4 separate regions of the Sus scrofa genome follow, and all the other regions are linked to region 4. Evidence: chromatin contacts called from public HiChIP or PLAC-seq and promoter capture Hi-C data. All regions are on one chromosome and are shown on one strand. Each heading gives the region's core, a stretch centred on a gene start, on an enhancer-like site or on the middle of the called end of the contact. The rest is flanking DNA. Distances are from core to core; before and after follow the strand shown. Region 1 holds the start of NEK2 (serine/threonine-protein kinase Nek2). Region 2 overlaps DTL (denticleless protein homolog). Region 3 holds the start of DTL (denticleless protein homolog). Region 4 holds the start of TATDN3 (putative deoxyribonuclease TATDN3).

The links. Promoter capture Hi-C pulls out the DNA fragments that hold promoters and counts their contacts. HiChIP or PLAC-seq counts read pairs in DNA pulled down with a chosen protein or histone mark.
Region 1: a contact with region 4 is called in an H3K27ac HiChIP or PLAC-seq map of skeletal muscle, with 5 times the contacts expected there. The contact joins the promoter of NEK2 here to the promoter of TATDN3 in region 4. A contact is called at or near these places in 1 of 47 Hi-C or Micro-C datasets (embryonic fibroblasts) and 1 of 2 datasets of contacts at active chromatin or transcription factors (skeletal muscle).
Region 2: an H3K27ac HiChIP or PLAC-seq map of skeletal muscle shows a contact between it and region 4, with 10 times the contacts expected there. The contact joins the enhancer-like site here to the promoter of TATDN3 in region 4. A contact is called at or near these places in 14 of 47 Hi-C or Micro-C datasets (embryonic fibroblasts, epiblast stem cells, fetal skeletal muscle and 10 more) and 2 of 2 datasets of contacts at active chromatin or transcription factors (alveolar macrophages and skeletal muscle).
Region 3: a promoter capture Hi-C map of fetal liver shows a contact between it and region 4, with 4 times the contacts expected there. The contact joins the promoter of DTL here to the promoter of TATDN3 in region 4. A contact is called at or near these places in 2 of 5 promoter capture datasets (fetal liver and liver), 1 of 47 Hi-C or Micro-C datasets (skeletal muscle) and 2 of 2 datasets of contacts at active chromatin or transcription factors (alveolar macrophages and skeletal muscle).

Annotation. Positions count from the first base shown.
Region 1 is chr9:131,544,602-131,549,736 of Sscrofa11.1, reverse strand. It overlaps NEK2 (serine/threonine-protein kinase Nek2), which reads right to left and starts at 2,693. Exons shown (of 8, transcript XM_003130413.3): 1 at 2,446-2,693; 2 at 1,284-1,501; 3 at 513-753. The coding sequence starts at 2,541. LOC102166108 (a long non-coding RNA gene) reads left to right here and starts at 2,828. Exons shown (of 2, transcript XR_305732.3): 1 at 2,828-2,912.
Region 2 is chr9:131,243,027-131,248,471 of Sscrofa11.1, reverse strand. All of the region lies in intron 11 of DTL (denticleless protein homolog), which reads left to right. Among named protein-coding and RNA genes, the nearest start is that of DTL, 30 kb to the left of the region's middle. Within about 2 kb of position 2,576, at least 7 of the 83 cell types and tissues checked have an H3K27ac peak or open chromatin away from gene starts, as enhancers often do. A contact at or near this core is called in retroperitoneal adipose tissue and skeletal muscle, where this site is marked.
Region 3 is chr9:131,272,185-131,277,463 of Sscrofa11.1, reverse strand. DTL (denticleless protein homolog) reads left to right here and starts at 2,038. Exons shown (of 16, transcript XM_013979970.2): 1 at 2,038-2,222. The coding sequence starts at 2,171. INTS7 (integrator complex subunit 7) reads right to left here and starts at 1,835. Exons shown (of 21, transcript XR_002336047.1): 1 at 1,623-1,835.
Region 4 is chr9:130,618,172-130,623,758 of Sscrofa11.1, reverse strand. TATDN3 (putative deoxyribonuclease TATDN3) reads left to right here and starts at 1,375. Exons shown (of 13, transcript XR_002336028.1): 1 at 1,375-1,515; 2 at 3,415-3,447; 3 at 4,353-4,426; 4 at 4,644-4,728. NSL1 (kinetochore-associated protein NSL1 homolog) reads right to left here. Exons shown (of 8, transcript XM_021063971.1): 2 at 1,996-2,017; 3 at 1,170-1,633.

The DNA.
Region 1 (5,135 bases), core at 1,444-3,943, 920 kb before region 4:
CATCTTTGTAGTCACAGAGCTTAGCAACCAGCAGTCATTCAATACAAGCCTATTTTGCATTGCTGATACAGGAATTTAATGGCCTGGTGGCCCATTCAGAAAAATATAAATTTAAAATAAAACAATAGTTAATTCTTGGTTATTGGATACTACTAAACAAACAAACAAAAAGCTCAATTTCCCTGCAGTTGAATGAGTACCATTAAGATGTTTAAAAAGTATCTAAATTTTTTTTTTTTTTTTTTGGTCTTTTTTACAGCTGCACCTTTGGCATATGGAGGTTCCGAGGCTAGGGGTCAAATTGGAACTATAGCTGCTGGCCTATACTACAGCCACAGCAACGCCAGATCTGAGCCACATCTGCAACCTACACCACAGCTCAAGACAACACCGGATCCTGAACCCACTGAGCAAGGCCAGGGATCGAAGCTGCATCCTCATGGATGCTAGCCAGGTTCATTTCCACTGCACCACGACGGGAGCCTCAAGTATCTAAATTCTAAAATACTCACAGGAGACATGTAATAAGGTGTGCCAACAAATGTTTTTGCAAAACTCGTATCGTGGTTCAGTATTCTAGCTAGCCCAAAGTCTCCAAGCTTAACATTCTGCTTGCCATCCAGGAAAACGTTGGCTGGTTTCAGGTCCCGATGCAGCACAGTGTGGCCGCCATCGCTTCGTCTGTGACATTCCTTTAGGGCCAGAGTCAACTGAGTCATCACTCGAAGAACAAACTCTTCATCTAAGTACTGTCTGAAATCAAAACAGTTATACAGCACATAACTTCTAGGAACACCATCACAAAGATGAATTATCTAGCTTTCAAAGGTTACACACAAGGAAAGAAATTATTTCGGTATGAAACACGGGTATTGACCTGCCAGGGATTTTTCTAAAGTACCCACCAAACAAACATGAGAAGACCCTTCCCCATTACTAAGGACTCTGTCTCTGATCCTAATACATGAGGCTCAACAGAAACAAAACAAGGCTCATTTAAAAGATTAATTAACCTGCGAGTTCCCGTCGTGGCTCAGCAGTTAACAAACCCAACCATGATCCATAAGGATTCGATTCGATCCCTGGCCTCACTCAATGGGTTAAGGATCCGGTGTTGCCATGAGCTGTGGTACAGGTGGCAGATGAGGCTCAGATCCTTCGTGGCCGTGGCTGTGGCTGGCAGCTCTTGCTCTGATTCGACCCCTAGCCGGGAAACGTCCGTGGGCCACAAGTGCGGCCCTAAAAAGCAAATGTAAAAAAATAAAAACAAAAGATTAATTTACCTTTCCTTGGTTCCCTTTGAGATCACGCTCGCCAGGTCCCCCCCCTCGCAGTACTCCATGACAATGTACAGGGTGGTGTTGGTCCGGTCAATAATCCTATCATAGTATCGGACAATGTGTGGATGTTTCAGCTCACGAAGCAAGTTCACTTCGGAAACAAGCATTTGTTTCTCGGCTTCTGTCATGGAGCCATAGTCAAGTTCTTTCCAAACTAATATCTGAAATAAAATTTTCCAAGGTATAAATGAACTCATTAAACTCCAAACCCCCCCCCAATTTTTTTTTAATTACTTCTCTGGTAAACGGATCATACAGTCATTATCAACTCCTTTAGCTGAACCAACAGAAGGACCCCTGAGTTTACTTCCATAATCTTCCCCTCATTTTCAAGCAGTAAAATGATGCAGTAGAGGGCGATGAGGCACATCGGGTCTCCCCCCACCCTACCCTCAGTTGCTTAGTAGAAGGCTGTACTCTGCCAGGGCAGAGGCAGACAAAGCCCTTCACCATTCCAGCAGGTCAAGCTCTTCCAGGGAAAGAGAACTTGGTAAAAATCCCTCCATCAGAGCCAGTTTCCTCTTCACTGTTTGTTTCTGTGTAAGGTCTACCTGCACACGTTGGGAAATAGAAGTCCAACAATCCCAAGGGCATTTTAAATGAGTTCTGATTACAAGACATAATATTTCTAGGTTCTGGTGGCCTTGCCCCTTTTTCATGACTGAGAGGGTTGTTCTCTAAAAATAGCTCAGGAGTCAGCTACCTGTCTCCAATAGAAGGCCCTTAGCAGGTCAAAGTATGAAAAAGGAAGAACATGAAAGAGAGACGAAAAAGGACGGAAAATACATGTATATAAAAAATGCATTCTCCTGTAAATAGCAAAAGCAGTGCTTGACAATACGTATTTGGCAGTATTTTATTTGGCACATTCTATTAATTTTACTTAGGAATTAAGGGCAGATTTACAAATTTCAAAAAGAAAAAAGAAACAAGGACACAGTCTCCATGCCTCGAGCGACCCAGAACAGACACAGACCTGGGGGGGAGCTGGCTGACTTCTGAGCACGGCCTTCGAGACCCACAGCCCCGACCCCTCGCTCCCCTTCGGCGGCAGAGGCGCAACACCCGCCGCAGGGGCGGAGACAGGGAAGAGGCCCGCACTCACCTTGCCGTCGCTCTTCCTCCGGATCTTCTGGCAGCGGCCGTAGGAGCCCGTGCCAATGGTGTACAGCACCTCGTAGTCCTCCGCCCGAGTCGGCATGGCGGGGCCCGCGCAGGACGCCTGCAGGTCTCACTGCCGTTGCGGAGCTTCGGCCACCGACTCGGAGGCCTCAAACCACAGGCCCCGGCTGCCCCAGGCTCCAGCCCCGTTTAACCGTCGCGGGCCTCGGCCTCGCAGTCTATTGGCCCGCGGTAAGGCCTCTTTGCCCCTCTGATTGGCTAAGAAGAACACAGCACCCTGGGCATCTTGGGAAAAGCGTATCGCTAGGCAACCGCGTCAGCGTCGGTGTCTACGTCGGCCTCCCACCAATGGGGAGAAAGGGGCGGAGCTAAATCCAAAGGGAAGGCGGAGGATTGAAAGCAGCGGAGACACAGGTGGCTTTCCACAATACTGCGCTTCTGGTCACCAAGGTAACCGAACCCCGTAGAACTATCCTCAGACCTTTTTGCACACCTCCTCAACCAACTGCCTTCTGATCTTTGCACTCTGACTTCGCACACTACCCACTCTCTGCAGGCGCTCTCCTCTCTCAGGTTCCTGTACCCTGAGGCCAGACCGGATCAAGCTAAAGCTGAGTACAGAGGCGAAAATTACTGTCCCTCGCTAGAGAGTGCGCGAATGAGTCCTGACAGTAGTGCGGGACTTTAGTGCCAAGGTCTTTATATGTATTGCCCTGTTTATAAAGCGGGAATTAGTGTTATTTCCCATGAGGAAACTTAAGCACAAAGGCTATAGTGTTTGCTTTAGGTCCAAAAGCCAAGAAGAGTAGAGTCAATCCAAAATCAGTGGTACTTATCTAAGTTTACGCATGACCGTAGTCATCATAGAGAGACTGTATTTTTGAATACCAAACTTAGAAGACTGTTCAACATGCAGAGGATGTGTACAAAAACCCTCGAGGTAGAAGTTCCCGTTGTCGCGCAGCGGAAACTAATGAAACTAGTATCCATGAGGTTCCGGATTCGATCCCTGGCCTCTCTCAGTGGGTGAGGGATCCAGCAATGCGGTGAGCTATGGTGTAGGCCAGCAGCTGTAGTTCGGAATAGACCCCTAGCCTGGGAACTTCCATACGCCTGCAGGTGCGGCCCTAAAAAGCAAAAACAAACAAAAAAACACCTCAAGGTGGGATACGGAAGTCCCTGATGTTTTAGAATACCCCAAATGAGAATATGGTGGCTCGAAGGCAGAGACAGGTCTACCTTTAAACAACTAGAAAACAATTTTTTTTTAATTAGAAAAGACTATGCAATAGGTTATCTGGGGCGCCAAACAGGAACTCAATTGACAGGAGTTCATTGGATGCAGCCTTTTCTCGGTACACACAGAAACCAACATTTTCCGCTCTCCCAGCCAGATGGAACAGTCTCATTTTTACCAGGGACAGGGGACCTGAAGGCCTCCATTCAGAGGTGGATGGAAAAATGTAGGTATTGCAAGATGGCTGATAATTTCTCAAATGTATGTGTAGGTCAGTTTTCTTTAAATATCTGCTCAGCATGGGATTGAAAGGAACTTGGTTTTCTCTTCATGAGAATTACAAACCTCTTTATGTTAAAAATAAGTAACTTATTACATGCACTGACTATAACGTCACCGGAATTGCCAGCCAGGAGAATTTTAAAAGTAACGTTCAAGGGCATTGTCTTACTTCCAGAGAATGGGACCAATTTAGGTTTCAAAAGTTATGTAAGGAGCCACAAGTGGCTGAGTTAATTGGCTTTATATTTTTTATTTTAGTGCCTCTTAAAGATTGACATCCATAGAGCTCTTTCACTGGCCAGCCTCAAATCCAATCCTGCATCTTCTCTCCCGCCATTCCTATGCTCTGATGCTTTGCCCCAATTCCCCAGACCCAACGCTCTTTCTCACGTCCCTCCTACCACCACCACTTTCGCACTTGTTATTCCATTTGTCTGGAATACTGTCCACTGCACTCCCGTATCCACTCCTCCATCCCTGACCCTGTTTGTCTAGAGGACACAAATTGTCTTTCAATACCCAATGCCCACTTTCTCTCCTGTACTTGGAAAGCCTTTCTTAGCATACTAGAGCAAGCAAACAATTAATCCATCTACATTATTCATAGACCACATTGTGCATAAATCAGTCCTTGTTATTTATCACTGTTTGCTTACATGGATCTCACAGTAAGTCAACCTCAAGCTCCTTCTAGCTAGCCTAAGTCCTGTAGCAAAAGAAGCATGCAGCAAATCTCTGCTAAAAATGAAAATGTGAGAAAGCAGCCTATTCATAAAAATGTAAGAATTTGAATGAGCCATCAAGTTTCAGGACTCCAGTCTTGTGGCAGAGACCAAATACGGGGAAAAGAGCCATCCCAAGAGTGTGGAGAGTGGCTCCTAGACACATATATTCATTCAACAAATATTTATTGATCACTTTTTGTGTGCCAGATATAATGATAAGTATTCATATGCTGGGTGTTCATTTAAAAAGAGACAAAGGAGTTCCCTGGTGGCTCAGTGGTTGAGGATCTGGTGTTGTCACTGCCGTGGCTCTGGTCACTGCATTCGATTCCTAGTCCAAGAACTTCTGCATCCCTTGGGTGTAGCCAGAGAGAGAGACAAAGATGTCAAGAGTGACATAGGTGTGGCATGACAAGCCCTAATAACCAG
Region 2 (5,445 bases), core at 1,327-3,826, 620 kb before region 4:
TTTAAAAAAAATAAATAAAAAAAATACTTGTATTATAATTGTGTTCTTTGCATTCCTCTCAGTGGCCATTCTTCAGGGTACCAGAATAGATGTGGCTGCTTTATCAGTTCCGTATAAATTTAATAGCATTATTTATTCATTTATTTATTTTAAGGCTCCCAATTTATGTTACACCAATTTTTTTTTTCACTTTTTAAATAAACAGTGGTTCTAGAGTGACTACTCTAGGCTAAGAAATTTAAAGCTGTTCATTCAAAGTCCAGTGGAGGGGAGTTCCCATTGTGGCTCAGCGGTTAACAAACCCGACTAGGATCCATGAGGATGGGGTTTGATCCCTGGCCTCCCTCAGTTGGTTAAGGATCTGGCGTTGCTGTGAGCTGTGGTGTAGGCTAGCACCTATAGCTCTAGTTCAACCCCCAGCCTGGGAACCTCCATAGGTTAGGGTGTGTGTGGCCCTAAAAAGGAAAAAAAAAAAAAAAAAATCAAGTGGAGAAAATTGAAAGCAGTACCTGCTAACCACTGAAAAAATGACTCTTGTGGAATAATTGATTATGGAAATATATCTGAGTTCAGAGAAAGGTTAAGAGCGTTAGGGCATTGCTTTTCTAGAGCTAGAAATTAATTATGTTCTAGATTGCCCTATATTTCATAAGTGGCCTTGACATTGGTGAATAGAAAGATTAGAGTTCACGTATTTTGGATTTTAGAGTCATAATGTCTAAAACTTCAGTATTATCAAATCCCTTCTCAGGAGGAAATTGTATTAGTCTTGCCAGTCTCTAGGAGGTCATATCTTTAGTGCAGGACAGGGGTAGAGCCTGTCAGATATGAAGCATAATTCTTCAGCTTAATTTCATCTGGTCCTGGAGAGGTACTAAAAAATGATTTCTCTATGTACCTAAAGTTGCAAAAACGCAACACTACCTTATCAAAAGCTCTTAGTAACAATATCCTAGCTGGTCACAAGGTGGAGATGTTGTTCCATCCAAGATGCTTTTGTGTTGCCCTTGCCTCTTTTTCTACAAACCCATTTCTTTCATTTGCTGTATTTTTTTTCCCTTTTTTTGGTCTTTTTGTCTTTTAGGGCCTCACCCTCGGCACATGGAGGTTCCCAGGCTAAGGATCCAATTGGAGCCATAGCCACCGGCCATCGCCACAGCCACAGCGACACCAGATCTGAGCCTCGTCTGCAACCTACACCACAGCTCAAGGCAGCGCCTGATCCTTAACCCACTGGGTGGGGCCAGGGATCGAACCTGCATCCTCACGGATGCTAGTCGGGTTCGTTAACTGTTGAGGTACTACAACAGGAACTCCCCTATTTGTTCTATCTTTAAATGAAAAGTTGCTTATAAAATATACTCTTGAGACCCTCATCTTACAGGAGTTTTTAACCTAGCTTCTTGTCTATAAAATTCTTCTGACTTGAGCTTTAAACCTCATGTGACTAGCACTGATGTATCTGTCTTTTGGTCTTGTCTTATGCTTCATATCTGTTATCTTTTGATTTTCCCTTTCTCCTTCCCTCACTGTCTTACATTCCTTTCTCTACTTTGGTTTCTGGCTTAGCTAGAGGATTTTATTCCTACCAAGGTCTGTATCTTTTTAAGGTTCTTCTTTAAAAAAAAAAAATTCAGACATACCAAAAAAGCATAATAAAGGATTATGAAAAAAAAATTTTGGCATTAACCATTTTTAAAAATCATTTAAAATCAGTTTCTTAAATATATGTGTACATTAAATTATATATATAATTATAGATATTGTGTGTGTGTGTGTGTGTGTGTGTGTGTGTGTGTGTGTAGTTTTGCTGCCAGTTCCTGAAGTTCTTCCCTGGCTCTCCTCTCCACTATAAAGGCCTTTTTGGTTGTTTGGTTGGTTGGCTTTTTTTGTTTCTGTTTTTTTCTGTTTGAGGAAATCGGGGTTATGGAATGCTTCCTGTCTTTACAGATACCTGGCTGTTCATTCGTAACCCGTTTTCAGACATCCAGTCAGTGGCTATCACACGCATGGGTGACCCTTTCTGAATTCTGGGCTGGGTCACATGTTAGTGCTGAATGATGTGGTTCAGACATGATGTTCTCCTGCCTGTCCACACATAACTCAGTGTGAAGGCTCTGATATTTGAGATCCTGGCAAACTTAGTGCTCCTAAAATTGAATTTGCCTAGCAGGGTGGCTCAGTTTCTCTTTTCCATGATAAGAAAGTGGAGGAGGGGTGTAGTTTAAAAACAAATCCATACAAGCTGAGTATTCAGGCTGTTAGGTTTTAGGAATCAGGAATTCTCCCAGGTTTTAGGGTTTTCCTTTGCCAAAAAAGCCCGTGGACACGAGAAAACAGTGGAAGGAGGGAGTTTTAGATCTCAAGACGGAAGAGAATGGCCTTTAATGCTTACCACCACCCAGCAAATAGGAGATGTAATACAGCAGACTTTCTGACACTGAAGCCCAAGACTTAAAGATAAAAAGATTTATATTTTTTTCTTTTTCAATTTCCTACCCCTTGCCCTCCCCTCACCCCTACTCTGTCTGTCCCTGGTTCATTTCTGATGCAGCCACTGGAGAGTATTGAAGTGGTTATAAATAAACTGATTTGGCGCTGTCATTCTACCGCTGACTGGCGAAATGCTGAGCCTGACGCTTTAGGAAGTGTAAATGATCTCATGGCAGAAATGAAGATTAGGCTCCGTTTCTGACCGGGCGGAGTAAGGAGGTTTGTTGAGGAAAGGTGCTCGTTCAAGTATACAAAATGTTTTTTGAGGTCTGTAGGTTAGAGTCCGTTACTTCTAAGGGTACCTTCATAGTTCCACAAGTTTTAACTTTAGAATTCTTACTGCCTTGAGTTCATCTTATTCTGTAACAACTAGAATTTGTAAGAGAGGATGATTTTCTGTGTTTTGACCATTCCCAGATTGTGCAGATGTGAATGTCTCTTGGACTTCATAGTCGCTTCTTCCTATTTAAAAGTAGAGGGAGGCTTTAAAAAGATGTTATATAGTTATGATAATGTTTTTGTAATAATGAAGTGAAAATAAAACTTACTTGAATAAAAACAAAGGATTTAAAAGTCACCCGAGTTTCATTAGAAGAAACTAATCTTCTTTAAAGTAGTCACTAAGTATATTTTACATACTAGGGTAATCCTCAACTGTGAAACTACTTGTTACTAACGTTATAAAACTTGTTGGACATTTGTTCTCATTTCATCCCACAACATGCCCTTCCCTCCACTGTTTTTTTTTAATTGAGGTAGAATTTGTACAATGTAAAATTGACAATTGTAGTCATTTTAAAGTGTACAATTCAGTGATTTTTTTTTTTTTAGTATTATCACAGTATTGTGCAGCTATCCCCACTACCTCATTTCCAAACATTTCCATCACTCCAGAAAGCAAGCCCATACCCTTCAAGACTCACTCTCCATTCCCCTCTTCCTCCAGCTTCTGGCAACCACGAACTTAGGTTCTTTCTCTACGGATTTGCCTATTCTGCACATTTCCTATAAGTGGAGTCATACCATACACGATCTTTTATGTCTGGCTTTGCTTTCACTTAGCGTTTTCAAGGTTTATCCATGTTGTTGCATGGATCAGTCCTTGATTACTTTTTACAGCTGACTATTCCATTGTATGTGTAGGCCTGGTTTTATTTATTCATCAGTTGATGGATATTTAAATTATCCCACTTTTTGGCTCTATGAATAAAGCTGCTGTGAACATTCATGTACGAGTTTTTGTTTGAACATACATTTTCTTTTTTTTTTTTTTTTTTTTTTGTCTTTTTGTCTTTTGTCTTTTTGTTGTTGTTGTTGTTGCTATTTCTTGGGCCGCTCCCGCAGCATATGGAGGTTCCCAGGCCAGGGTTGAATCGGAGCTGTAGCCCCCAGCCTACGCCAGAGCCACAGCAACGCGGGATCCGAGCCGCGTCTGCAACCTACACCACAGCTCACGGCAACGCCGGATCGTTAACCCACTGAGCAAGGGCAGGGACCGAACCCGCAACCTCATGGTTCCTAGTCGGATTCGTTAACTACTGCGCCACGACGGGAATTCCTGAACATACATTTTCAATTCTCCTGGGAGTATATACCTAAGAGTAGAATTGTGGGCTCACATGGTAATTATTTCCATGCTTAATTTTTTGAGGAACCCTCCCTTCACTTTTAATACGATGTAAAGTGCCTGGCTTATGATAATCATTCAGTAGACGCTGGCTTTTTTTATTACTGTTATTATGCCTGGCCTATCAAATGGTACAGAGTTGTTCCAACAGGTCTATCCTTTGTTTTTTTCTCTTAAATCCTGTAGGTAAATGCAGAAATACATTCTATCGGTGGTTCTATTCTTGGCATTTATTTTCATCTCTGGTATAGATATTCAGCTTCTTCTAGGTATTGTAATGCCTAGGAAACTGAGGAAGGGCAGTGATATCATGAAATGGAAAGCTACAGGCAACAAGCAAATAATCCAATGGAGTAAAATAATATATTCTTACCCAGGAGGGTCAGGGGGACCTGAGGGTTTCCTCTTCCTTTTAACTTGTTGCTACCAGTCCTCCTTGGGCCTTGGATAAAGAAACCACGGGCTGGACCATTGAGAATGTCTGTGACTGCTGAAATAGACACTATCTTGAGAATCTTTTCTAAAATACGCTGCCTTGTGAGAGAATGAGCCCTTGTTCTCCGTGGCATTGTAGGAGCAGGCAGCAAGTGAGAGCATCTTAGATCTCGGGGAAAAGTCTCCTTTTCTGTGAAACTTTAATTAACCCAGCAAGGCAAATGAGATTCTGCTCTTCGTCTTCTTTGGCTTATTGAGTCATTACATATGTGCCACTTAACCCCAGAGAGGAGTAGTAACCTTATGAATCAGTGTGTCGATCCCACAGCTACAGTGTGAGGCATCCATGAAGCTTACTTAGTCATTCTCACAAATATTCCTTCCAGAGTGCCCCCACTTTCTTCACACAAATGAGCAATGATTCAGAGCTTCAGAAAAATGAAAAGAATAATTTCTCTTTTCAAACACTTGTGCTAATAATAGTTATGTGAGTTTGTACTCCATGTTGTGCTGATTAATGCCTGTGGCCTCTTGACAAGGATTGACAACTCTGAATGAATCTGCTGTCAAATGCATATCACTGACGTTTCAATGAGGGGGAAAATATGATTCGTAGTCACGTGTAGTACTGCACAAATGCGACCCTTCTTTACACATTAAAAAGGTATTAAATGTGGCAGTACTTGAAAATTCAAGATTTTTTTAAGCAAATGAACTAAGATTTTAGAGGAAATTTTTTTCTCCAAAAGGATACCAGAGTGTCTTGTAAAATATAGCTTATATGAAACTTTGGGCTTTCCTCAAAGTCAGTGAGTCTTCTCTTGGAAGAAGACTGTCCTCCTGTCCCAGGAGATCCGTCTTCAGGATTAACCAGTCTAGGTTCCACTTGA
Region 3 (5,279 bases), core at 789-3,288, 650 kb before region 4:
CAAGCAATAGTTACCTATAAATTTCTTACAGATAGGAAATAGTTCTATTTCTACTTATAAGAAGGAAAAATTGTGTTTCATTTATTTTTTACCACAACTGCAAGTTTTTAGGAATTAAACGATTCCAGATTTCTCCCTTCTTCAGCGCCCCATCTCGATTCTGCTCTACACCACTGTTCTACTCTCGTTACGGGATGAGCCCACCTGGACTAGAGTGGTAGGCAATGTCTTTAAAATCAGTAGGATCATTAGATATCCAGACTGGCAACTCTCACTGGGGACTAAGGAAGGAATTGTCAGAATGGGGAGGGAAAGATTATGTAATGCTATGGTTTTGTAATTCAGAGGTAAAAAGCCCTATCATACAGGTAAGTGAAAGCAAAGCTCAACATTTTCTTGGCTGGTGGAGAGGTACTGAAGATACTGTGACTCAACCAAATGAAAATCTCAATGGAGCGCTGTAACTGTTTTATGTTGATCAAAAGGAGTTAAAAGCTTTTTTTAAAGTTTAAAACACTTATTCAGACCAACCCACTTTAAATGTTTACAGGTCAAAACCAAACAAAACAAATAAACAAAAAGAGTACCCCCCCTAAAGTCAATGTAGTGACCAAGTCAGAGAGCTGGGAAGTGACTCCGATTGGACTTAAAGGAAGAGCGTTCTGCTAGTCCAATTCTTGTTTTTTACACACAAAAATTAATGTATGCCAGATGTTTCCCCCATTCAATAAAAAGCATTTAAGTACACTGAACAAAAGTTTCATTTTAATACTTGAGTTTTTTACTGACAAAGATCTCCCCCTGCCTCCCATATGTATGGGTAAGGCAATTTTTTTTCTGCATTTAATAAAGACTTCTCTTGCACATCATTAAATCACTTAATATTGACAACAATCTTGCCAGCTCAATGGTACTTTACCCACTTTGCAGAGAAAAAAACCAAGGTTAGGTGAAGTTAGGTCACCTGTCCGTCATCATAAAATCAGCGGAATTAAAATTCAACTCCGTCTACCTAAAGCTCCTTCTACTACACCAAGCTCCCAACCCCCACTTCACCCTTGCCCAGCCGACTCCACCACCCACCATCCCTCCCACGCCCGTAAGGAAATAGAACTCGTGGAATCTGTCTGCACAGAATGAGCAAGGGCTGTGCTTTTCGGATGGACTTGTCCCTATTTAACCTGCGTAGTAACTGGCAGGTAACAGTTACAGAAATCAAGTGAATCGCAATAAAATCGGTCCAAGGTTATTATTCAGCACTCTTTTGGTGAAGACCTGGTCTCAATCGACTATAATGAAAACTAATTTCTCAATTTCAATGTAGCATTTTTAGAAACTGCTCGGAAAATCGGGGGACTGTGCCCTCAAGCGGTCAAGACGGGCCCATCACTGGAGTTTTCTACTTTTTCAGCGTGTGTGAGGCCCATCCGGCAACGCTGCAATTTTCAGGAACAACCTCCCCAAGCTGCAAATGCCTTACCAAAAGCACAAGCACCCGCGCCTGCCCCGCCCAGGGAAGATGTGCGCATGCGCCTTCCCAGCCTCTTCCTAGGCTACCACCGCCTGGTGGCGCCAGTTCCCCCCACACCCGTTCCACCCGCTTCGCCCGCTCTTTCGCATACCTTTGTCTAATTCCATAAGGGCAGAGTTAGCATCCAGCTCCTGTTCGCCATAGCCAGCATCTGCCAGAAAAGACTTCGTTGAGTTTGACGCCATGATCCGAATAGTTACTCGACTAGCCTATTCAGAAAGATTGCAAACTCTGCCTCAGCCCCGCCATCTTCTTCCACCACCTTCTCGCGGATTTTTCCTCCGCGCTCTGCCGAGCCGAGTTACGCATGCGCCCAGGCCTCCCCGCCGTTCGCCGGCGCCTCTGCGGCCCCCCGCGCAGGCGCTCAGGGAGCTCTGGAACTCTAGGTTCCCGCGGCTGGGAGAAAAGGAGGCGGAGATTCGAAGGGGGAAGTGACTCGGACGCGCCCGGACGCCGCGGCGGGAGCCAATCAGAGGGCGTGACGTCAGTTTGGCGGGGAGTTTGGTGGCCGGGGCTTACAGTGGCGGGAGTTGGAGGCAATAACTCGTCGTGTTCTGAAGGGCGCAAGAGACGGTTTCTGCTGCATCGGGGGGCTTTTCCGCGGCTTTTCCTTCACTTGAGCCTTTCCCTCCGGCCCAGATGCTCTTCAGTTCGGTGCTCCGCCAGCCCCAATTTGGCGTCCCAAGGAGTGGTGAGTAACGGCCCTAACCGCTGCCTTTGGCCGGCGGATCCACCTCCCCCGTAACAGCACCTCAGACCAGTGCCCACGCCGATGCCGTTTCCCAGCCGCCGGGTTCTCCCGCAGCCGAGCGAGTTCGCGGAGGCGAGGAGTACCGAGGAAAGCTGCACTTGCGGGCCCTCGAGACACGTTCCGTCGTAATCGGGACTTTTTCGGTCAGGACTGTGGCCTGACGGAGGGAGGGACGTTGAGTTCACTGGCCTCCATTACGGCCTGTGTCCATTTTGCTCATTAAGTGGAAAATGCGTGCATCTGAGTAGGTGTGGTTCTCGCAGCAGCTACGCGAGGCCGTCCGGACTCATATTCATTGGTGAATTCATTCATTTGTGGTAGAACCTTAGTGAGCCCGACTATTTGCTGTGTACACCAGTGAAAATGACCCGCTGTTAGGGAACTCCGTCAAGCAGAGAAGATAGCACATCTGCTTTTAGCATGGTCAAATTTTTTTCCTCCCGATTAACACATGGGCACAAAAATCCGTAATTGCAGAGCGAAAAATGCTTATGAGCGTATGTCCCAGAAATGACGGCTATGAATAGATTGAAATATCTTAATCCAGATGTTTTTCAATGTCAGAGGTAATAATTGTTATTTACAGAAATGGGGTAAAAATGTTTTGTCTCGTTTTTCACTTTAACGGTGTAACTTGGAACTGTTGCCGTATTAGTATCTAGATATCTATCTTGTTCTCTCCAGTTCTTTAAGTCCCTTAGGTTAAAACATTGGCAATGAGAATTTTGAGTTTAAGTTTGGTATCATCAACCTGAAACTTTCTTCTTAGTTTCTGATAAGGGAGTTACTACCCAGACAGACTAAGCATGGATACAAATGAAATCTCATTCATTTAAAGATAAACTAGGTCTTCCTTCCCCCTTGAAATCATGTGGAAAACAAGAAGAAAACAATCTGAGAAGGGAACTTTTTATATTTAAGGCATAGGTCTAGGAAAAGGATATTGAGAAGGAGGCTGGGGAGTAGCTCCTCAACTTCCTGCCTTTTAGACTTTTTAATTATACTCTAAATGCCTTTCTCTCCTGCAGCCTTGCTTAAGTAACTTTTCTATACTGTGTCGTGAGTGTCACTACAGCACGGTAGTTAGAGCTCTGTCTTTAAACTTTGAGATTTAGTTCCACCTCCAGTCCTTACTTATCTGCTTGACTTGGAGCAAGCTATTTATATTTAGCCTTTATTTTGTAACATATTTTCTCCTGATTCTACATTCTGTCTACTTTTCCCCTTTCTCTCTGATTCACAGATATTTACTGGGGAGTGGGAAATTTTCCCCTCAACCTCTCTTGAGTTCTTGTAGCTGAACGAATAATAAAATTGACACAAAGCAGATTAACCATGGAAAAAGAAGCAAATTTTAATGCATATGCATGGAGGTTTCATAAAAATGGGACCTGAGAAGTGGCCAAAGCAGGCAGCATTTATACTTTTCAGACCAGAAAAAAAAAAAAAAAAAAAAAAAAAAAAAACCCAGTAAATGTGTAAGGAATTGACAGGACAAAGAAACTTAGGTTTTTGGTGCTTAATAAGTGAAGATTCAGAGTTTGGGCTTGAGGTAGTAAATTAAAAGAAGTAACGAAGTTTGTTTATACAGGCTTCTCAGCTCTGAATCCCCTGTCTCTGACATAAGGATGTCCTTCTACCTCCAGTTGCAAGGAGTACACCTTTCGTATGAGCGATTTGTTTCTTCCTTTTCAGGGAGACAGAAGGGTCAGGGTTTCGCATCAGCCGCTTCTCAAGCAACTTCATTTCAAAATAATCAATATGCCATGGTGACATGTTTTGGGTGAGCCCATCCTGAGCCTCAAAACACTCATTCATTGCATTGTGTTAGGCACTGAGATTCACTCATTGTGATATATCATGCACTGGGCTTAATAGGAGATTCTTCTGTACTCTTCCAGGAGGTTGTTCCATCCTAGGCCCCTTTGCTTTCTACCTATACTCTTATGAGTGATCATAGCTGTAATTGAGGTTTCTTGCACTGCTATCTACAGCCTCCCATTCCCTATACTTTACATCCATTCCTGTAAGAGTAGTAGGAGTAACTTCATCCTGTTGGTCAGTCTCATAAACATCTCAAACTCAAATATTCAAAAACTGGGGGGTCACTTTTTCCCCAAACCTGTTATATTACCTACTTTTAGGAATGGTCTTATTATTTTAATCTGACCTGAGAGTCAATCAAAATTCCTCTATTTTCCTCAAGAAATTACTCACATTCAGAGAATTTCCCTTTAAAATCTGTTGAATCTTTCATCCTCTGCATCCCCACTGATTTTACCTCTTCATCATATCTTGGATCTGTCCTACGGTATTTCCTTAGGATGCATCCTTATACCGTCTTGTCTGAGCTATAAGAAGTCTCCCAAATGGCCTCTTAAGTTTCTCTTTCCAGTTTACTTTCCACATTGCTGCCAATGATCTTCCTTTTAGAAACTGGTAACTCTTCTGTGTACTTTTAAATTGGTATCTAAAAGTTTTTATCATAAATTTAAACAGATGCAAAGGATACAATTTCCGGCCATATTTTGAATGTTGACCTTTTTTAAAAAAAAAAAAAGCTCCGTCGGTCTTTAAGATTTATCTAAGAGGCTATAAATACTATAGTGATTTGATAATCATTTTTAAAAATATGAACAAAACTCTTTAACTGTTAGATATTCTAATAATTGTTTTTGCCCCTTGATTTTATTTCCATTTTATTTCTCTCATAGGATTTATCCTAATATAATTTTATTTTAAGCTTGAAAAGTCATTTTATTGATCATCCTATCTTCTCTCTGTGTAAAAAAAGTGTATTTAAATTGATGTTCTCTGAGATCATAAGGCTGTAGGTGTTAAAACTTGAGTTACTGTATCATTACAATTATTAGTAGTATCTACTGGGAAAAAGATGCATAACCTAAAGGCTGAGAATTATGTTTTATTTGGTAAACAAAACTTAAGGCTTAGCCCAAAAGATAGCCTTTCAGCTCTGCAGGACTGCTCCATAGAGGT
Region 4 (5,587 bases), core at 126-2,625:
GTTTGTCTCCACACTTTTTATCTTCTAATTCACTTTATCATCCATTAAAGGTATAAAAGGTTAAGCCAAGTTCCTCTTTTTCTGAAAGGTAATTAATCATATTTTCTAAGTACCTTAGCACTTCCTAGAAAGGGGTAAATTCTAAGATCATTACACAACAAAACAGTCTTCTCCCAAAAAACTACTAAAAACGTCCTCAGATAAGTCTCTTTTCTTCCCTTACTTGCAAAGAGGGAAAGATACAACAGCCACTGTATACAATACTGGGTTAGAGAATCATAATCCAGGGAGTGTTCCGTCCTTCTTCCACTGAACCTTAATTTTGTTTGCATTATGGTCATTTACACACAAAAAGGTACTACATTATAAGCATTTTAACTTTTTTTTCCTGCATAAAAGTAGACTGTGTGCTTCCTTTCAACAAGCAGCAATCCCCCAATTTGTTGTCTTTCCCCAAAACACTTTTTTCAGGGCTTTGCAGAATATTTGAGAAAGGAAGGAGAAATGTATTATAAGGGCCAGTGTGTGATCTTGGTGAAGTTTATAATCAAGACAGCTTCCTTATCTACTTTAGACTTACAGGGAAATTATTTTCACTCTCTTTTCAAGATGTTCTAAAACAAGCAAAAGGAAAGACCAAAAGCTGGTGATTGACTGACTTTCAGAATTACCCTTCCCTGGAGAATTTCTCAGTCTCTGTCTGCACTCCAATAGCGAAGCAACTAAACACTGCCTGTCTGTTGAGGCCTTAAAATATGGCTAGTCAGGAAGGAGATGAGCTGTTAAGATCCCAGATTTGAAAAGCTTCGTATGAACAAAAGAATGTAAAATATCTTGTTCATTTTTTAACTATTACAAGTTAAAAGTCTATCTTGGATATATTAGGTTAAATAAATATTATTAAAATTAATTTCACCTATTTTTTTCTTTCTTTTAATTTCAAATTACATACGTGGCTCGCCTTGTATTTTTCTGCGGGACAGCACTAGCCCAAGTAACTAACAAGTAACTAACAATACTCAGCGGCCTCTCAGCATCTGTTTCGCTCCCCCGCGTTTCTCCTGGTGCTTCTATCCAAAGGTGGGGCACCGTTAACTCGGCCTGACCGTTTCTGCCTGGGGTGTGGAAAAACGGAGTGATAAGACAAGAGACGGCTAAGAGGCCCGTACCCACTGCGCATCTCGCAGCACGGGCTCGCGAATCTCCTCTGGCAGCGCGTCCCCGAGTTTTTGCACGAAGCTGCCGCACAGTTCTAGCATTTCCATCACCGCCCGCTTCGAGGTGCAGCGCACCCGGAAGTCTTTTCGGGAAGCGGCAGGGACCAACGTCCTCTCGTCGGTCCTGGCCACTCTCTCCACGTCCCGCAGAGGAGAAGGAGCCCTCTCCATGTTTCCAGCTTGAACTATGGGCGGGAACTCTGAGGGCGGAAGTGCGGGTTTCCAGGGAGGAAGGAGCACGCGTCCGGCCGGAAACTCGTTCCGCCCGGGCAGCAGCGTTCCGGCTGAGGCCCCGCGGGCGAGTCGAGGGAGTCCTTGGCTGCGGTGATGGGGTCGGTGGGCGTAGGGCTGGTGGACTGTCACTGTCACCTCTCCGCCCCGGATTTTGACCACGTATGTGAGGGCGAGGTTTGGCCCTTGGGAGCGGGGAGGACCCCGTTCTTTCTCTTCGGGTTATCCCCCAGTCTTTCCAGGCCCCTATCTATGGTCCCATGCGATTTGCTCCTTAACTCTGTATTTAATCTCAGTCACACCGATTTTTCTTTCTTACCCTAAAAAGCCATAATCTCTTCTTGGCACCGATTTGCTGTTTCGGGCCACTGGAGTCCTTCCTACCTACCCAGCCTTTGCCCAGCTGTTTAACCTCTCAGCTCCTGGCCGAGAACCCAGTTTCCACAGGACGCATGCTCGCTGCGATACCCTATGTGCTCCAGTTCTAGTGGCAAAAGGAGCAAACAAAAACCAACACACACACATACGTAATTTCAAAGTGTTTTACCCGCCACTTTGGAAACAAGAGGCTGAGAAACGAGAAAAAGATCAGAGTCGCTTTTAGGGGGAAAGCTTCTCAAGAGGGGACAGTGACGTTGGGGCTGGAAAGACTAAGCGGTGTGTGCATGGTGGTGAGGAAAGCAGGCAGGTTGCAGGTTTCTAGACTGGACAGAATTTGGCGCAGTCAAGCTACTGAAAGACTGGGTGGGGCCTGATGAGCTAGACAGAGAGAAGCGAGCATAAAACAAGACTGAAGAGGTTTGCAGGGGATAGGTGAGGTAGGAGTTCGAATTTCATTAGAAGCGCAATAGGGATCCAGTAAAGGGAGTCGTTTATTGGTTTGTTTTTTAAAGAGAGTAACGAGACCTGATACCGTTTGAAAAACCACTTTGCTGAAAGGTCTCGTGTGTCGCAGCTGGAGGCACAATCCGCGACGGCAGCCTGGGTTCCATCCCTGGCCGGGGAACTTCCATATGCTGGGGGTGCGGCCAAAAAACAAAAACAAAACAAACAAAAAAACTGCTTTTCTGATGTGTGGCAAATAGATAAAGGAGAGCAAGAGTGGAAGGTGGAAGACCAGTTTGGAGGCTTTTGCAGTATTTAGACAAAAGATGATGGTGGTTCCAGGGGAAGTTGAGAAAAGCAGATGAGATGGATTCAAGGTATACTTTAAAGGTAGAATCTTTCCTACGTGCTGAGAGGAATTGGATGTGGAGAGGGAGGGGAAAGGAGAACTTGAGGATACTGAAGAGAGATGGTGGGGCTGTTTACTGAGATGGGGAAAACTGAGGTTTGAAGAAAGAATAGTTTTTTGGGGGGAGGGAAAATAGTTAGATTTAGTACTTGCTGAAGCCTAATATCCATCCCAATGAAGATGTCATAGAGTCATTTTAAACTGAATCTTGGGTTCAGGAGAAAATGATAGACTGGAGATAAAAACTGGGGACTCATTAGCATAATGAGCATTGTAATGAGAGCACTTCTGGTGAGTACAGAGAGAGAAGCATAGAGTCCTGAATTTAGAGGAGAGAGAGCCAGTCAAGGAGACTGAAGAGTAGCAGCCAGCTGGAGAGGAGTAATTCTAGAAGCCAAGAGTGGAAAATATTTCAAGAAGGAAGGAAAGGACAAGAAGGAAGGAAAGGACAAGTGAGGAGTTTCTAATGCTGCTGAGGGATAGGGTAGGAAGACAGAGAAAAGTCGTTTTATTTGACAATAACAGTTTCTCTTTTGGTGGAATGGGAACAGAAGTCAGATTTTACTGAGAGAGTAAATGGAATATGGGTCAGCGTAGGCTCTTCATATTCCATCACCCTCTTCCTTGCCATCATTGTCAATCTTTATGGTGCCTCAGCTCCACTGATATACACAGCCAAAGAAGAGTTACTTATTCATCTAAAATGACTGTGATTACTTATGCTTATTTTAGGATCTGGATGATGTGTTGGAGAAAGCCAAGAAAGTAAGCCAATATCTATAACTGCCTTTTTTTTTTCCTACTAATTTTGATCTAAAACACCTTGAAATTTAGATATACTGTGTTGATGTTGCTTCAAAAATAAGTTAATAATAAGCAACATTTATTAAGTATTTACCATGTGCGAAGCACTGAGCTAAGCCTGTGCTATACATCATCTCATTTAATGTTTTACAGCTACCTTCTGAGGAACCTACTATTTTATAACTAACCATTACCCATTTTATATCCTTTAATAACTAAGGCCTACAGATTAACTTGTCCAAAGACACATGACTAATAAAGTGGTGTAGACAAGACAGTCTGAATCCAAAGCATGTTCCCACAGCCACCATGCTTACCAGCAGTATGCAACAGGTTGTTCCATCCATCGATTCATAAATTAACATTATTCTGGAGACCTAAGAGAAATTATTAGAGTTTTCTGAAACATTTTGATTTGTTTGGGAAAAATATTAATTTTTGGAAATGTTAATGAAATTCGTTATAACTAGCATTTTGTGGTCTTCGTTGAATGTGACTGTCAGAAATGGTGCCATTTTCATATACAATCATCTTTCACTACAGTAGCTTAACCAGGAGTATGGGGTTTGGGGTTATACCAGACTAATGATCTTGGGCAAGTTATTTGACCCCATCCCAGACTCTGTCTTTTGACTCATACAATGGATTACAGCAGTGCCTATGTCATAGGAGTATGTAGTTTAAATGGGGTAATATTTATAGTCCCTGAAACATAGTAACTACTCAGTGATAGCCATTATGATTATATTGCTGAAATGTGAGTGTGCAAGGATAACTAAAAGCACAGAAAACTTTAAATTTTTATTTAATTATATTGGATGTATATTGTTCGAGACTCTTAACTATTCTATTCACTTTTGTTTCAGGCCAGTGTTATGGCTCTTGTGGTGGTTGCTGAACATTCAGGAGAATTTGAAAAGATTATGCAGCTTTCAGAAAGGTGCTACTTCTCTTTAAGATATGTAAAGAGTTGCCAATAAGGATGCAGTTATGATGTCATATTTATAATATCAAGGATCATCCATTTTTTTAAAGAGAATGAGAAGAAAAAAGTCATATTAAACTAACCCTAAAAAAGTCTTTCCTACTTGTTCTTCAGAGTAACATGGTCTTCTAGTCTAATATTCCTGCTTTGTTAATTCACTCTACATTCTTAGGTATAATGGATTTGTCCTGCCATGCTTGGGTATTCACCCTGTTCAGGGAGTTTCATCAGAAGACCAAAGAAGTGTCACATTAAAGGTAACAGTTTTATAAAATGAGAACCATGGCTGTGGTGCTATTGCAATAGTCTGTGTGAGACATGATGGTGGATTGGATCAGAGTGATAGCAGTGGATGAAGAAAAGTGAATGGATTTGGTATATTTTTGGCATGAATGTAGAAATGATAGGACTGTCTAGCTTAAAAAACTAATTCAAATACCAGCAATATACAGGTAATTCTAGATTCTGATAGGAACTCATCAGATCTCAAGACAGTCCTCTAGAAAAGACAAGGGTTAAACAGTTTTAGTCTTAATATGCTTGTAGCCCATACCATAGTTTTTTCTCATACTGATTAGATCATAAGCTCCTAATTTGTGGTTCAAAGTTAGATATGAAATAAGTATTCAGTAAATTACCTTGGTTTTTAAAATGAAAATTTCCTAGCATCACACAAATCTTTCAGCATATTCTTGAATTAATTCATTCAATAAATATCATTACCACGCAGGGTTTAGGCCCCTGGGATACCTGGGGAATCGCAATTCACTGGCCACAGTCTACTGCCCCCTGCAGGCAAGGCATGTGCTCTCCAGTTGGCTCCCGTCCCTAGTAACCCACTTCTCACATTTCTGTTACATGGCTGATCCCTGTTCTAAAGGTTTCTTTAATAAAAAATCAATTCTAATTATTTTAAATCATTCAGAATAAATTTCCCTTTGCCTTTCTTTCTTCCTGCCGTTCCTTCTCTCTCCTTTCTTCATCCATCAGCATAGTGGAAACATCAGGGGCTTTATAGTCAGAGAGACTTGGCCTACTGGTTTCTGCAGTCTGTGGCACTTAACTTTGCCAAATCTCAACTTCCTCATAGTAGATCATGAATAATTATTTACTAGT